2 separate regions of the Ovis aries genome follow, and region 2 is linked to region 1. A link is a contact called in public Hi-C data. All regions are on one chromosome and are shown on one strand. The core of a region is the stretch at or near the end of the contact, and the rest is flanking DNA. Distances in the headings are between cores, read along the strand shown.

Region 1 (3,330 bases), core at 70-2,569:
CTTCTGTATTTTCTCACTTCTCCAGTTAAATTTGCTCCATGGAACTTGGGGCCGAGCTATGAGGCTAAAGCTTTTCTACAAATAAGAGGCAGGGGACATGGTGGGGGTGGGGGTAATGGGTTCCTGGGAAGGCCCTATAGGGTCCTGCTCTGTTTCAGTTGAACTGTCATAAAGCAAAAACAACAACAACAACAACAACAACAACAACAACAACAAAACCCCAACACTGGAAAGGTATGGACAATATGAACAAAAAGAAAGGTGAGATCCATGCAGGCCAAAAGGAGAGTGGTATTTCAGGAGTTAACCATCATCTGGATGTGGGACTGATAAAAGCAGGGAAAGTTAGGTGGAGAGGAAAGAGGAAGCCAAAGACCATGGTCCATCTGTAATTCATAAATTGATTTTTTTTAAAAAGCCACCTTAATTAAAACTGACAATTTTTTCATAAGCATGAGGTATCAGAAAAAGCATACAATATCGACCCTGCCTTATAGGAAATTACCATCTTCAAGGACAAAGCAAGACGTGCGTATATTTTGGAAAGATCCCTCTCATTTCCTTCTTTTCTTTCCTCCTTTGACCGCTTTATCACGTTTGAAACGATGCAATTTGCTAACTTGCTTGATGATTATAAGGTAAGCCTCCTAAGGGCAGGGAGTTTTGTCTATTTTGCTGCATCTTTAGAATCTACAGAGTCCTGCACACTGCAAACAGCTGTATAAGAATTCGTTGAATGAACTGGAGAATCACAGCCTAGGGTAACATCGTCTTAATTTTCTGGCCTTGAATCTCTTGGGCGGGCCAAGATCTCCCACTGCCATACGCTAGGGGGCAGATCGAGATTAGAAAAGGAACAATTTTTTCCCCCGGAGGGCAGAGTTCTCAACCTTTGCTAACGTTAGCATCACCTGGGCTGCCTTTAGACATACTGCACCAGGATGCTGATGATGATGTTCAGTCGCCAAATCGTGTCCAACTCTACCTCTGACTAAATCAGCATCTCCGGAGGGTGGGGCCCTGAGTGGGATAACGGAGACAAGCTCCAAGGACGCGGCTGAACCTATCCTCTGCGTCACACTCTGGTGCCGCCGGGTGCATTTTATCCACAGTATTTGTGATAGGCCAGTGTCGTAGTTAGCAACACTTCCGCCGCTGCTGATAGAGCGGGAACCTGAGGGGAGACGGATTCCAGCTTCTCGCCAATGAGGGGGCCTGCAGGCGCAGCGTGGCCCCGCCCCCAGGCAACGAGGCCCCGCCCTTGGACAGCGAGACTCCGCTCCCGGACTGCGTAGCCCCGCCCCCAGCCCCCTTCCGCGGCCGTGGTGCAAGGGTGCGGTCCGGGTGAGGTCGGGTCTGGCGCCCGAGCGCTCTCCGTCTTCGCGCTTTACATTGCTTCGACTTCTCTCCACCGACCGGTGCGTGGGGCCCGGCTCTGTGGTCAGGCGTGCAGCGGCTGCCAAGCGCGATGAGGCGAGCGGCGCTGCGGTAGGTAGCCGGGCGCCTGGCGGGGCGCGGACCGGGGGCGCCCACTCCCTCCCTCGGCGCTGCTAGTGGGCCCGGGCGGAAGGAGCGGGCCGCAGCAGGCGGAACTAATGCCGGGGGCTTATGGGCAGAAAACAGGGTCGGGTAGGGAAGGGCGCTAAGGTACCGTGACCCCGCCGGCTTCAAGTGGGGCATCGCACCCCCGACCGGCGCGTCTTCTGGCCGGAGTTTGATGATGAAAGTGAAGCGACACTTGAAGGGAGGAAGTTGGGCGTTCCCTGACGTTCCTTTTTCTTTGCTCATCTGGGGTGTAGTGTGGAGTTAGCCTTTTGTCGGAAGGCTGGAGTTTAGGACTGCATATTACTTTTATCGCCCTCTACGCTTCTTTGGAGAGCATGTTTAAGGTTAAGTGCTTGACAGACTTGGACTCTGACTTGAGTGTGTTGTAATGTGGGTAGAGATTGCAGGGTACCTTCTGGCCTCTCCGGACCTCAGAACTGTGTGACTAGGTCCCCTGGTGCTGATTGAACTTTACTTTTACTGAGCAGCAAGACCCATAAGGCCAGGTGGGGGAGTGGCTTTGATTGGGCCACTTGCACAAGGAGGATGCCTTTTTGTGTAAGTCATCATCCCAGCGTGTCCAGTGACGGTTTAAGGCTTTAGACTCCAGAGCATGTCTGGCTCTCCCCCAACCCGCTGCACCGGAGCCCTCCAGCTGTTCCAAGATCTTTCTGCTTGGTTGCGTCCCAGGGGGCCGACCCTTGTTGCAGCTTCTGAATTCATCCTGCCACAGGTGTACCAGCCCCCCTGGTATGGCCCGCAGTGGTTCTGAGTGACGGTGATCCCCAGCCGTTCACTTGGGGGCCCTGAATCTCTCTCATTGTTCCTGTGGACCCTGCTGGCAGTTGAAAAAGGTTCTCTGTGTCTGTCTCTCATTTTCTCATTAACTTTGTTTTACTGCTTGAAGACAGGTTGAAGGTCATTAGGAGAAGAACCACAGTTGCCTTTAGCTTGTATTGACATGATGTGGCAGGCCTTGTACAATCTCCAGGGTTCTGTCCATGTGCCTTTTCCCAGGAAGCCTTACTTGATCTCGCCTCTCCCCCATTCAGAAGTCCTCTTTATTTTTGCCGTGAGCTCCTTGTATACCTGCCATTCCTTTCTTCTGATTCTTGTAGACCCTCAAGCAGGTACTCTGTTAGTGTCTAGCGAGAGTACATAAATGAATACAGACTGTCTGGCGTATTTAGGTTATTTGACTGGTAGGTTGTTTTTGTACTTTCTTTTTTTCCCCTTACTAGTGGAAGAGTCACTTATATTTGTTTAGTCTCTAAACTGAGGCATTTTTCCTAAGTGGAGGGCCTGTGAGTGTCATTGCCTGGTTTTGTACTGAAAACTCTTCCCAGATGCCCATCCTAAGCTTGGAACCCAGAACAGCTAAGACTTCTGTTCACATCTGCATGTGACTTTGGTGACTCCCTTCAGTAGCCATGGGCAGGTTGGGTTCCTTCGTTTCCTTTCATTGGGAAGGTTCAATAATGGAGTCCTAGGGCCTGACTCTCCTAGAGGCCTCTTGACAGTTTCTTCTAAAGGCCTAGAGGTTTTGCTGTAATTAAGACTCCAGAGGGCTTATTGGGGAATAAACCAATAACTGAGGTACTGAGGTGTTAGGCAGTGGTTGAAGCATTACACCGCCCCCCCCCCCCAATCTCGGTGTCTCGTAGATAAAGAGAAGTAGTCTGGAGTTATGAAAAGAGCAGCTTCCCAAATGTCTGGTGTATGTGGGGGGTGAGGAGGGATCAGAAGAACTTGGCTGTATACAGTGTGCTAGTTGACTGGCAGGGG
Region 2 (3,401 bases), core at 384-2,883, 150 kb before region 1:
ACAAAGTCACAGGTACTGCTGATACTACTGTGGTTTGTTACCTACATATAATTGAAAGAAATGCTAAAGTTCAGGCAGAGGTTTGGGAAAATAAAGTTGCAATTTTTTCCCAAGTTCACATACTCCTTGAATTAAGACTTCCTGCCCTAACTGATCACTTATAAGTCACATTTTTTTTATACATATGACATTCCACTACTGAGGCAGAGCCTTCAGAGTCTCAATATTTCTCCTTAGAAATGGGGATGGGGATAGCTTGGAATACACTGAACTCTTGAGAAAGAGAAAAGCAGTCCTTAACATCCAGGAGCTGGCCTGGCATTCACAGCTGGGCTTAGGTGTTAACCCTGGCTTCCTACTACCACCCAACCCAGAGCAAAGCCCTGCTTTCTTGAACCCGCCCCCAAATCACCCAACCAAAGCCCAAACCCTAGAATAAATCTTTCTAACACTCTCTCACTGAGATGCCCCACTGTTTCCCAAGGTGTGCGTTTTCCTAGCAGCTGCAAGAAACAAACCCAACTTGTTCAACTACAGATGTGTTCCTAGTGGTCTTTGGCTGGAAGGCAGGGACACAGCACCACACAAATCCCCCAAATCTTCTAGATGCATGCCTGGATGGGCTTACACTTGCTATGGGGTTAGATGTGAAATACTGAACGAAATATTATAGGAAACACAACCCCATTATGAGCCACCGTCACAGTTGTTGAGGTGAGACCACAGGCTTTAAAGCTCGACTAGGTAGATTTGGATCCTGACTTCCCACTTTCCTTCTCTGTGGCCTTGCACCTATTCTCTGTGCTTCAGTTTCTTCATCTACTAGATGCGGAATAATAACCGTGTCCACCTACTTGGGTTGTTAGAAAGAGAAGACAATATATGTATGGAGTTTAGGTAAGAGCCGGGCATAGAGTAAACGCTGTTGCTTGTTCCTATTCTTGTCAATAAGATAATTATTACCATTATTACTTATTTCTATTAGTATTAAGGGAACAATAGTTGATTCCCAGTAAGAGACAGAAGCTTAAGTATTTTAAAGAAGAAAAAAAATTTTCAGGGTCTTTCGAGATGAAAGGATGTGGCAAATCAGTTTAAATTTAAAATCTTAAAACTGTCCCGCCCAGAGTAGAAAAAAAAAAAAAAAAAACACCACACAAGTAAAAACCTTTTGTGAGGTAAATCCAGGCCCCAGAGGTCGGCGGTTTGCGTCTGCGAGGCTTTCGATGCCGCCCGAGGCCTGACGAGCGCCCCCACCTGGCGGCCTCCGCACACAGGGTTCTCAGCCTACGCCGTCGGGCGTCCAATCAGCGCGGCGAAGGCCGATTCCCAGCGCTGCGCGGGCAGCGGCGCCTCCCTCCTCGCGCCCCCGCGCGCTGCCCACGCAGAGTGGGCGCTTTCCCGCCGCCTAGCAACCGCCGGCGCAGGGGCGGAGCCTCCGGAAGGCGGGGCTTGCGTTCGCTCGCCGCCTGAGGCGCCACGCGCTGCAGTTCAACAACGCAGTTTTCAGACCCCGGCTTCCGAGCTAAGCCTTGGCCGCACCTAATTGGCTGTACGGCGGTCACCCGCATCGCGGCCTATTTGCGGTCGGAAGAATCGGGCCCTATCCGGCCGCCGTAGCCGCCTCTCTCTGTAGTGGGCGGGGCCAAGGCTGGGGTGACCCCGCCGGAGCTGCCGCTGCCAGCGACATGTTCAAGGTGAGAGAGTGGAGCCGGGTCACAGCTGTCACCGCCCCCTCCCGGCCGCCCGGAGCCCTCTTCGCGCTCTCGTGGGCCTCTCCGGGGACCAGGCCCGGCTCGTCCCGAGGTTTTTTCCCGCCTCTGGGCCGGCTGCGTCCCGGCCTCGCTGTTCATTCAGAGATCCGCGTGGAGCGAGCGGCTGCCGGGCGGAGGCGTGAGACCTGGGGTGGCTGGGTGGGGCCTTTTGGGTTGTGCTCTCGTGAATAAAACACTTAAAATTTTAAAGTATCCTTCAAAGTATCCACCCTCTGGCTGGTCCCCTCTTGTGTTCGTTAGGAACGTTAGGCCACATCAGGGCACTGCGGGGTTCGGCTTTGGTTGCCTGGCAAGGTCAGGTTTCAGAACCTGCTGTATGAATGGGGGAGGGTCACCTTTGGAGAAGCTGCTGCAGAAAGTTAGAGAGGCTGGCCTGGGAAGGGCTGGGCTAGAAGGAGCAACTGGAACTTCTCTCCCCCTCCCAGCAAACGTTATATAGTATGAACAGATTGACTTCTTTCCATTTTATGAACTCGTGTCCTTTGAAAGAAGTTGACTTTTACAGTGAAGACTGTCTCGGAAATCTGCATTTTAATATGAAGGCATTGTTCTCCTTTAAAAAGAGTAAATGGTATTTGTATATCACGAAAAACAAATCACAAGCTATTAGAAAGGAGTCTACAAAATCGAGTCTTGAAGCAGTGCACCCGTAAAGTAGTGCTAATGAAATGTCAGAATTGTACTATTTAAATGTTTTATTGAGCTGCAATATGCTTTGGGGGCATTAGGACAGTACAAAATCAGACCGTGAATTTGGGCTTCCACTTGTGGCATTGCCACTTTTCCAGCTGTGTGACCTGGGGCAAGTCACTTGGCCTTTCTGTGCCTGATTTCCTGTTGGTGAGATTGGGGAACCAGCTTCTACCTCGTAGGGTTGTTAAAAAAAAAAATACATTAGGTGTGAAGCACTTGGAAGAGGCCCTGACACATAGGAGTGACATCTAAGTATTTGCTTTTATTTTATTTTCAGGCAGCTCACAGTTTAGTTAGAACAACAGATCACAAAAGCATCTTGCATTCATTTCATAAATTTGTGTTGAAACACTTATGTGCTAGGAGTTTGGCTCGATTTTAGGGTTGCAACAACTAAGGATATGCTATGATCAGTTTATATTGTTATTAATGTACTGTGGTAGTAAAAAGGAGAGTAGGATCTGTCTTACTGCTCCTGCTGCTGCTGCTAAGTCGCTTCAGTCATGTCCGACTCTGTGCGACCCCATAGACGGCCTCCTACCAGGCTCGTCTGTCCCTGGGATTCTCCAGGCAAAAACACTGAAGTGGGTTGCCATGTCCTTCTCCAGTGCGTGAAAGTGAAAGTGAAGTCGCTCAGTCGTGTCCAACTCTTAGCGGCCCCATGGACTGCAGCCTACCAGGCTCCTCCATCCATGGAATTTTCCAGGCAAGAGTACTGGAGTGGGGTGCCATTGTCTTCTCCTAGGAGTTCTCAACCTGTGGATCTCATTCCCTCAGAGGGTCTGTGGGTAGAATTTGGGGGTCCCTGAACTTTGATGGGAAAATATAATCTTTTTCACTAATCTTCTGGTGAAGTTTATCATTTCCTTCAGTTATGAATGTAGGTAACTGTTTCAGTTATCCATTTTTGGATAAAACCACAATGATTTTTTA

What was found. A called contact is a pair of places that touch in the nucleus more often than the background predicts.
Region 2: a contact with region 1 is called in a Hi-C map of blood, with 4 times the contacts expected there. The contact joins the promoter of APOO here to the promoter of ACOT9 in region 1. A contact is called at or near these places in 3 of 16 Hi-C or Micro-C datasets (blood and liver).

Annotation. Positions count from the first base shown.
Region 1 is chrX:22,151,174-22,154,503 of ARS-UI_Ramb_v3.0, reverse strand. It overlaps ACOT9 (acyl-CoA thioesterase 9), which reads left to right and starts at 1,319. Exons shown (of 15, transcript XM_027962917.2): 1 at 1,319-1,488. The coding sequence starts at 1,469.
Region 2 is chrX:22,305,026-22,308,426 of ARS-UI_Ramb_v3.0, reverse strand. It overlaps APOO (apolipoprotein O), which reads left to right and starts at 1,633. Exons shown (of 10, transcript XR_009598881.1): 1 at 1,633-3,401. CXHXorf58 (chromosome X CXorf58 homolog) reads right to left here and starts at 1,249. Exons shown (of 8, transcript XM_042241877.2): 1 at 1,169-1,249.